3 separate regions of the Mus musculus genome follow, and all the other regions are linked to region 3. A link is a contact called in public Hi-C data. All regions are on one chromosome and are shown on one strand. The core of a region is the stretch at or near the end of the contact, and the rest is flanking DNA. Distances in the headings are between cores, read along the strand shown. Region 1 has its middle 35 kb from the start of Gm45949. Region 2 has its middle 18 kb from the start of Gm45949. Region 3 has its middle 100 kb from the start of Gm45949.

The links. Hi-C and Micro-C count contacts between places; a contact is called where the count stands out from the background.
Region 1: a contact with region 3 is called in a Hi-C map of cerebral cortex, with 2.5 times the contacts expected there. The contact joins two enhancer-like sites. A contact is called at or near these places in 11 of 484 Hi-C or Micro-C datasets (8-cell embryo, B cells, the HL-1 cell line and 5 more) and 1 of 115 datasets of contacts at active chromatin or transcription factors (embryonic stem cells).
Region 2: a Hi-C map of cerebral cortex shows a contact between it and region 3, with 2.8 times the contacts expected there. The contact joins two enhancer-like sites. A contact is called at or near these places in 3 of 484 Hi-C or Micro-C datasets (cerebral cortex and nephron progenitors) and 2 of 115 datasets of contacts at active chromatin or transcription factors (forebrain and trophoblast stem cells).

What each region holds. Positions count from the first base shown.
Region 1 is chr13:46,095,338-46,098,037 of GRCm38.p6, forward strand. No RefSeq gene overlaps it. Among named protein-coding and RNA genes, the nearest start is that of Gm45949, 35 kb to the left of the region's middle. Within about 2 kb of position 1,289, at least 63 of the 459 cell types and tissues checked have an H3K27ac peak or open chromatin away from gene starts, as enhancers often do. A contact at or near this core is called in cerebral cortex and cortical neurons, where this site is marked.
Region 2 is chr13:46,041,930-46,044,629 of GRCm38.p6, forward strand. No RefSeq gene overlaps it. Among named protein-coding and RNA genes, the nearest start is that of Gm45949, 18 kb to the right of the region's middle. Within about 2 kb of position 1,337, at least 112 of the 459 cell types and tissues checked have an H3K27ac peak or open chromatin away from gene starts, as enhancers often do. A contact at or near this core is called in cerebral cortex and forebrain, where this site is marked.
Region 3 is chr13:46,160,857-46,163,556 of GRCm38.p6, forward strand. No RefSeq gene overlaps it. Among named protein-coding and RNA genes, the nearest start is that of Gm45949, 100 kb to the left of the region's middle. Within about 2 kb of position 1,260, at least 77 of the 459 cell types and tissues checked have an H3K27ac peak or open chromatin away from gene starts, as enhancers often do. A contact at or near this core is called in cerebral cortex, cortical neurons and forebrain, where this site is marked.

The DNA.
Region 1 (2,700 bases), core at 39-2,538, 65 kb before region 3:
GGGCATGACCGTGAGGGATTTTTCTTGATTAAGTTATTCAAGAGGGGGAGAACCATCCTAAAACTGAGCTTGTGTCCTGGTCTGCATAACAGAAAGGGGAAGCTTAGCATAGGTATTCACTACCCTGCTCCCTGACTGTAGATGCAATATGACCAGCTACCTCAAAGTCCTGACACCCACACCCCCTCACCATGATGGAGGTGGGATTCCTTTCTCTTGTGAATTGGTTTCATCATGATGTTTTATGACCATAACAGGAAAGGAAGTTAACTCATTGGTGTTTGAGAAATTTGATAAAGAAGTAAGTAGCTTGAAGTTTATTTTTAATTAATCATTTTATTCATTTACATTTCAAATAATATTCCCCTTCCTGGTAGCCCCTCCACAACCCCCCCCCCCATTTTGCCTTCCTTCCTCCCCCTCCCCTTTGCCTCCACCCACTCACCCATTCCAGTGTCACTGTTCTAGCATCCCCCTACGCTGGGGCATCAAGCCTCCATAGGAACAAGGGCCTCCCCTCCCATTGGTGTCAGATAACGCCATGCTCTGCTCTATATGTATCTGGAGCCATGGATCATTCCATGTATACTCTTTGATGAGTAGTTTAGTCCCTGGAGCTCTGGGCGGTCCAGTTAGTTGATATTGTTCTTCTTATGGGGTTGCAATCCCCTTCAGCTCCTTTAGTCCTTCCCCTAGCTCTTCCATTGGGGTCCCCAGCTCGGTCCAATGGTTGGCTGTGAGTATCTATCTGCTTCTGTATTGGTCAGGTACTGGTAGAACCTCTCAGGAACAGCCATACCAGGCTCCTGTCAGCAAGGGTTTCTTGGCATCAGTAATAGAGTAAGGGTTTGGTATCTGCAGATGGGATGGATCCCTAGGTGGGGTGGTCTCTGGATGGCCATTCCTTCAGTCTCTGTTCAAAGGAGGGAATCCTTTAACACCAGCTGAAGAAATCCATGCAATGGATTTTAAAGTTAGACATCTAAAAGGATTAACTCCCAGGACAATGGTTTGACTTGTTATGAGTCTCTGTGATGAAAGAGAGGAGGAGATGGTCTCTGGAGCTAAAAACAGGTGCCAAGCCTCCACGAGTCTTTCTCTTCCTCTGACAGATCCATGAGTAATTGACTTCATTTACCAAACAGGCTGAGCACAACGTAAAATTATGCTACTCATCTGAACTGAAAAATCTCCTCTGTTTTCCTGCATAGTCTCAGAGCGCCATGTGTGAGAGAACGCGACAGAATAGAAACTGATTATGCAAAATGAGAGAGAGGAGAGAGAACTGCATCTCTTGGTGGCATGTGGCAGCCTGGCGGGGAAGGCAGAGCCCAGGGACATTGGGTGCTATCTCTGACGACCATGTGTCACAAGCTGAGTGGCAGGATGGAGCTAGGATATGGGCTTATGTGTCCTTCCACACAGCCCTCTATGTTGTGTACGAGTTACACACAGGTGTTCCTCACACTTTCAGAGAGGCATCTGAGGGGCGACTCAAACACCCACGTGAAGGTAAGGAGGACCACACTATTCATTATTTCTTTTTTTTTTCCCCTGCTTTGTGGCGTTTTTCCCAGAGTCTCCATTCTGGTCTTTACAGCTCCTTCTAGAGATTTGAATATTCCTTAAGAACCCAGCCCACTCAGCACAGCAATTGCAAGAGCTTTGAAGAGGACGGAAGAGGTTACTTGATTACATAGAGAGGTGATAAGGAGGTGGCAGCACTCTGAGAGTCTAGACAGAACAGGGAATCAAAGTGATGGTCTAAAGATAAGCCTGATTGTTCAGGATGTCTACCAAACCAGTGCGAGCCTAGGAGCTATCCAGGGTCCTGGCTTCCTCCTCCCTCACCTCAGGGTCTTGCTGCGTTGGAGGCTAGAGCAAATCCCTGCTGTGGGCGTGGCTTCAGCTTGAATTCATTCCAGCTTGCTTCCCCTTTCAGTGTTCTGCTAGACCTCAGTGATCCCAGAACCAACCACTTGCAAGCCTCGGGCTTCATCTGATTTGGATAGCCAGCTCCATCTGATGCCACCTGCACTGTGGTGTTAATTAAGAACAGGCGGTTTCCTGGACATTTCTCAGTAACTGTATTTACACAGGGACACACACACACACACACACACACCCCACAGGTGCTCACATCATTAGGCTGTGCTGTATTTTTAGATACATTTTTGCATAAGCACACTGCACTGAACTCATGTACAGCAAATAGATCATGCCTTAATACCTGACCTCTCCCCAAAGTTTGTGTATATATATATATATATATATATATATATATATATATATATATATGACTGAATTCAGAAACTAATAAAACTCAGCATACAAAATCCTGTGCCCTGGAGGAAGGTTTGAAGACCTATGTAAGGAAATCTGTATACTGATGCCTAACTGTAATCATGGCTATAAAGAAGTACCACAAAAAGTGTCATGATCTCAAGGCTGGCACTTTGACTACAGGCATTTGATTCTCTGCCCCTTTATCACCTTCTGAATTGACGACAGGATTCTAAGGACCATGTCTCAGGGCATAGGGACTTGCCTTATTCAGATCTTGGAAAATCTGAACACTAAAATAATTAAGCAGAGTAAGAGATCACAAGCCACTGGGGGTGGGCGGGGCGGAGATTACAAAACCACCTGTCCATGCTGAACCTAAGGGGAAAGGTAATTCAAGGAGAAGAAAGCATTCTT
Region 2 (2,700 bases), core at 87-2,586, 120 kb before region 3:
CTTCAAGTCCTATGCTAGGTCACCTTAGATCTGCTTCTTAAGATACTGACCAGCAGAGGAAGCCATTGCTCCCACAAGGTGTGTCCAGCCATCGTGGAGTGGACCGTCAGAAGGCTCTGCCCTCAATATGGAAAACCTGCAACCTTAGTTTCATTAGTGATAATCTATCCATTAGCCTTCCAGAGCTGTGAAAACTAAATCTCACAGCCTGGCTGATTTACACATTGCTTAATTATTTCCCAGAATTCTTGAGGAGGCTTGCAAGTCTAACGTCTATGGCTGATTTCTCCCGGCTGTCCTCAGGCGGCCTTCCTTCTGTGTGTGCAACAAGGGCAAGATTACTTTGCTGTCCCTCTTCTGATAAGCCGCTAGCCTTGTGGATCAAGGCCCTGCCAAGTCGGTGATCCTATTTCCGTATTGTTTATGTTCAAATGGCCAGGTGATCAAATGGCTTCACGTGAGCATAGAACACAGGTCTACTGCAGGGGAAATGGCTTCCTTGGCCTGTGATTCAGCTTTGCTTCCTAGCCTTTCCTTCCTTTTCTCGGCCTTACATGGCTTCTCTGCTCGCTTCCTCTCTTCTCCCTCCTTCTCCCTCTGCTCTTCTCTCCACCCTCCCTCTTCTTCCCTCTCCTCTCCCCCTCCCACTCGTCCCTCCTCCACCTTCAATGGTATACTTAAACCCAGTGGCCCCTAGTCCTTTCGATGGCACTCAGTGTCTGTGTCCAGTTTCCACAAATTGAAACGGTCGACTAATGGGTAAAGCACAGACAAGCAAGGAAAGCAGACTCGATTGGGAAGGGATGTTTGTGTGAAGGTAGGCGTCATGTCCAAGATATGTGGTGTTATTACAGAACTGTGGGGAAGAAGGGACCCCCTCCCCCCCCCCACCCCGCGCCCACTGGATCAGAGCCCTGTGTAGAGTAAGAAATACCTCATGTAATGTTTTTTCAAATCATCATGTAAATTGGAAGTATTGCTCAAATTAATTCTAATGAGGTTCGGGGTGGGGGTGGGGGGTAAAAAAGCAAAACAAAACAAGTAACAACCAAAACTCTTTAATAAAGTGTTCTAAAAAGAAAAAGGAGAAAAAAAAAAAAAGAAAGGGAAAAAGAAAAGAAAGAATTATCGCCCACTTCTGCACTTCCTGCTTTTGGCAGGGACTGGGAGTGGAAGTCTGAAAACACTGTGAGACAGTCTGTTCTCATGGTATTTCTAGCTGAGAACAGGAAGGAGGGGAACTCTGTGAGAGAGCCTGTTTTGCAGTGATTAGCAGGCCAAAGAAGTTTCGCTGGGCACCGAAGCTTGACAACCCCCGTGAGATCGTCACCTTTATTGGGTCAGCCTACGAGATCTTTGCCGGAAGCAGAGCTATCACCAAGGAGACAAGCAGCGCGTGACACTACTCCTAGGTGGCCACCTCTCTCTAGCCAGAGTTAGGCACCAGAGACGGAGATGGGACCCACTGTGGCCCCTACCCTTCCCTTCCCGAGCCTATGAGGGAGTTAGAAAGATAACGTATCCATAAATGAAAAAATATTTGGAAATCGAAACCGTGCACACTCTGCTATGCCAACTGGGCAGACAATGCTAGGTAGGTGCCCCTCCTTGCGCTGCGCAGGGCTCCCTGTGGGCTTGCATTTGTGCCCCACCCAACCTCGGTACTCTACCCGCTCCTTGCTGGAATAGTCTGCACCTTCAGGCAAAGCTCGTTTCTAGACTAATTGTCTTGCCCATCTCCAGTCACAACAGACTTCCCTGTGTGTGATGTCAATGAGTCACGGAGGCTGAGTCACGTTAGCAATAAGCACGGGATGATTAATGCCTATTGATTGGCTGGGCGTGCTGGAACCAGAATGATTCCAAAGTCTAGACGGGCTCGTACTGTCCCCTAATTACCTGCGTAGGGTTCTGTGCTCTGGTGCCTAACGCTGCAGTAGGCATTCCAGGGAACGCCCTATGGTCAGTATAACTCCAATTAGATGGCATAAATTCCCTGAAGGCATGTACCAATGATGTCTTTACAGGCAAGACCAATCCAGGGCTTAGAGGGAGAGGTCAGGTGTTTCTACCACGCTTTCTCTGAATGCTCAAGGAGGAAGGAGGGGGAAGGGATGAGATTCCCCCCTTCTGAGATCATCCTTCACTTATCATTGAGAATACTGCCTGGGAAAAGATTTTATTTGATGTTTCCCTTTGATGAATTGTACTGATAAAGATGTTCTCCTAACAAAGGACTCGAATTCCAAGCTTGGCTGAAACAGCCATTGCTATGTGTAATTAATTATTTAAACCCAGAGAGTATGCTTACACAGTGAGAAAGATAACATTTGCTAAGGGTCATTTCCACTTAGGGCCCGCCACAATGAATTTACTATGACTTTTGTTTTGTGGGGTTTTTTGTTTTGTTTTGTTTGTTTGCTTGCTTGCTTGTTTATTTCTAAAGAGTTTCACTAAGTAGCCAAGGATGGCCTGTTGATCCTCCTGCCTCAGCCTCCTTAGTGTTGGATTTATCCAGTTAACAATGATATTTTGAGTAATGTGGCGACTTGATATACCCAACCAAGTAAGAGGATGGAGGAAGGAGTTCAGGGTTAGCATAGATTTCAGGATATGTCTATGTTGACATTTTCCAGATCTCTGTGTAAACCTAGGGTGGCTTCATGACTTTTTTTATCTTTCATGCTGGGGATATGGTAA
Region 3 (2,700 bases), core at 10-2,509:
GGATCTTCTAGCATAGCCTCCCAGTGTGACAATACACACACTACTGGTGGCCTGCAGGGATAGAGAGAGAGAGAGGGCAAAGGCAATCCAACTCTGCTCCCAGGTGTCCCTACCGACTTGCTACGCCAGAACAAGAAGACCATTTGGAAAGCATAGTTTCTCGATGTCTTGCTTGTCTAGATGTGTGTACACAAGTTGGCTCAATGATGTCCTGATGCTGCATTTCAAACTCAGTAACATGTGACTCTACCCTGGACCTGCACCAGGCACTATACTCTAAGGACTTTGTGTCTAGCCACACCTGTGAGGCGGGGGTTGGGGGGGGGTGGGGGGCTAGGACTATCAGTCCCATTTCATATGTGAGCAAGCTGAGGTACAGAGGGCTTAACTCATGGCTAATCAATGCCAGAGCACAGGGAGTCCAGCTGCACATGCTCATGAATACAGCCTTTTGATCAGGGTGCCTTCCCTTTGAAGTTGGCCAGCAGGTCTAAACGCTACTTTAGAAACTGCCGGTGGCATGCTTGAGCTTGCTTTTAGGGGGGTTGGCAGCCAGAACTTCACTCATCCACACTGTGCTAGCTTGCTTCCCAGCATCTGCACACTCCCTGGATGTTTACAAGTGACACGGCCACTTGAATGAGTCACTGTCAACTCCCATCGGCATTCTGCCCGCCCCCTAAATGCCCACAGGACACCATGCTAGGCTCTCAGCCACGCAAGGCTCATATTTCTCTGAGCTAGAGCTGCCTTCATTTCTTCCCTTCCCACCCATCTACAGCATTAGTCCGATCTCCCAACTTACTGCTTCATAGTGGTGCTTTGGGCTCATGAAGTCTCTTAAGTATGATCTGATCACTGTCTCTACCTTAAGCTTGGCCCATTTGCTAGGGCTTATTATGCAAAGGCCAGCGCTGTGCCCAGCTCAGAAACTCCCCGAGGATCATAGGAGTAGCATGTGTGTGGAAATCTTTCTCCACACATCGCTGATCTGAGGCATAATCTGTAAGCACGCATATACATTGCACTCAGTGGTCACATGCTCCCCCTCCCACTTCGGGAACACTGGAGCTGGGAAAAAGCAATCAGAACCTGGGCTGGGGCTCTTGGCGGAGAAGCAGAAGATTTCAGGTGAGCAGTGGATGCAAAGAGCAGAGGCAGTGACCTTTGTGATTCGCAGCGCTTTCTGTTCTGCAGCTTGCACGGCAGGGACCCTGACATCAGAAGCTCTGATGGCCCGAGGCTGTGTTGGAGAGAAAAAGAAATAAAGACAGCCTGCCCTACTTCCAGCTTGTCTAGTAATCCATGTGCAGTCGGGAACCTGGGCCGGGCAAGAGTGTGTGGATGAGCGACCTCTAGTGGCTGCTATTGGGAAGCGCTTCCCCTGTTTTGAAGGCTGCAAGATAGGTTTGTGTCCATCCTCAGCTGCGTGGTAGGAGGATTTAGATGAATATATAAACATGCAAACTTAAGGAGCTTATCCTTCGGTCTGAGGAAGTCAGAAGAACACACAGCTTCTCTACTGAGAAGTAGGAACTTCTGAGGAGGCAAAGTAGGTAACTCAGGAAGCTGAATCCAGAGGGATGGGAACTGTAGAGGACAATTGGAAGGCCACCTTGGATAGGAGAATAGCCCAAAGCAGGCAGGAGGGGAAAAGAATCCCTGATGACATGAAAAAGAGATTTCACGTGAAAAAAATCAAGTCGTCTGAGGTATATTGGGTTGCCTGTAAAATAAGCCTGGGCTGGGAAAACAGTTCTTCACAGCCTCTGTGTGTGTGTGTGTGTGTGTGTGTCTACGTGTGTGTGTCTGTCTGTCTGTCTGTATCTGTGTGTGTGTCTGTATGTCTCTGTGTGCCTGTGTGTGTCTTTGTCTGTGTGTCTCTGTGTGAATGTGTGTGTCTCTGTGTGAATGTGTGTGTGAATGTGTTTTTGTGTGTATGTCTGTGTGCCTGTGTATCTCTGTGTGTCTGCCTGTTTGTCTGTCTCTGTGTGTATGTTTTTGTCCCTGTGTCTGTGTGTCTCTGTGTGCCTGTGTGTGTGAATGTGTTTATCTGTGTGTGTATCTGTGTGTGTATGTGTGTATGTCTGTGTCTTTGTCGGTGTGTGTGTCTGTTTCTCTGTGTTCCTGTGTGTCTTTGTCTGTGTGTCTCTGTGCCCGTGTGTGTGAATGTGTTTGTCTGTGTGTGTGTGTTTATGTGTGTGTCTGTGTGTGCTTGTTTTTGTATCTGTGTGCCTGTGTGTGCTTGTTTTTGTATCTGTGTGCCTGTGTGTGTCTGTGTGTTGTTAGTGTCTCTGTGTGTGCCTGTATGTTTCTGTGTGTTGTTTGTGTGTGTTTGTGTGTCTCTGTGTGTGTCTGTGTATGTGTCTGTGTGTGTCTGTGTATTGTTTGTGTCTCTGTGTGTCTCTGTGTGTGTGTCTGTGTGTGTATTCACAAACACATGTGCTTGGTGTATGCTTACGGAGATCAGAAGAAAAATTACCAGAGTTAGTTCTTTTAGTCCTACATCGAGTCCAGGGAATTAAACTCAGGTCATCAGGCTTGGTAGCAAGAGCTTTGATCCCCAGAGCCACCTCACTTGTCCCCTTGGGCTCTTTGTGATGTACCCTTCTTGGATCTCCACTGTGGAAAACTATCTCATCTCCCAGCCTGGGTAACTCCTTTGTCCCAAATGTATGTGTGGCACATTTAGTTCCAATG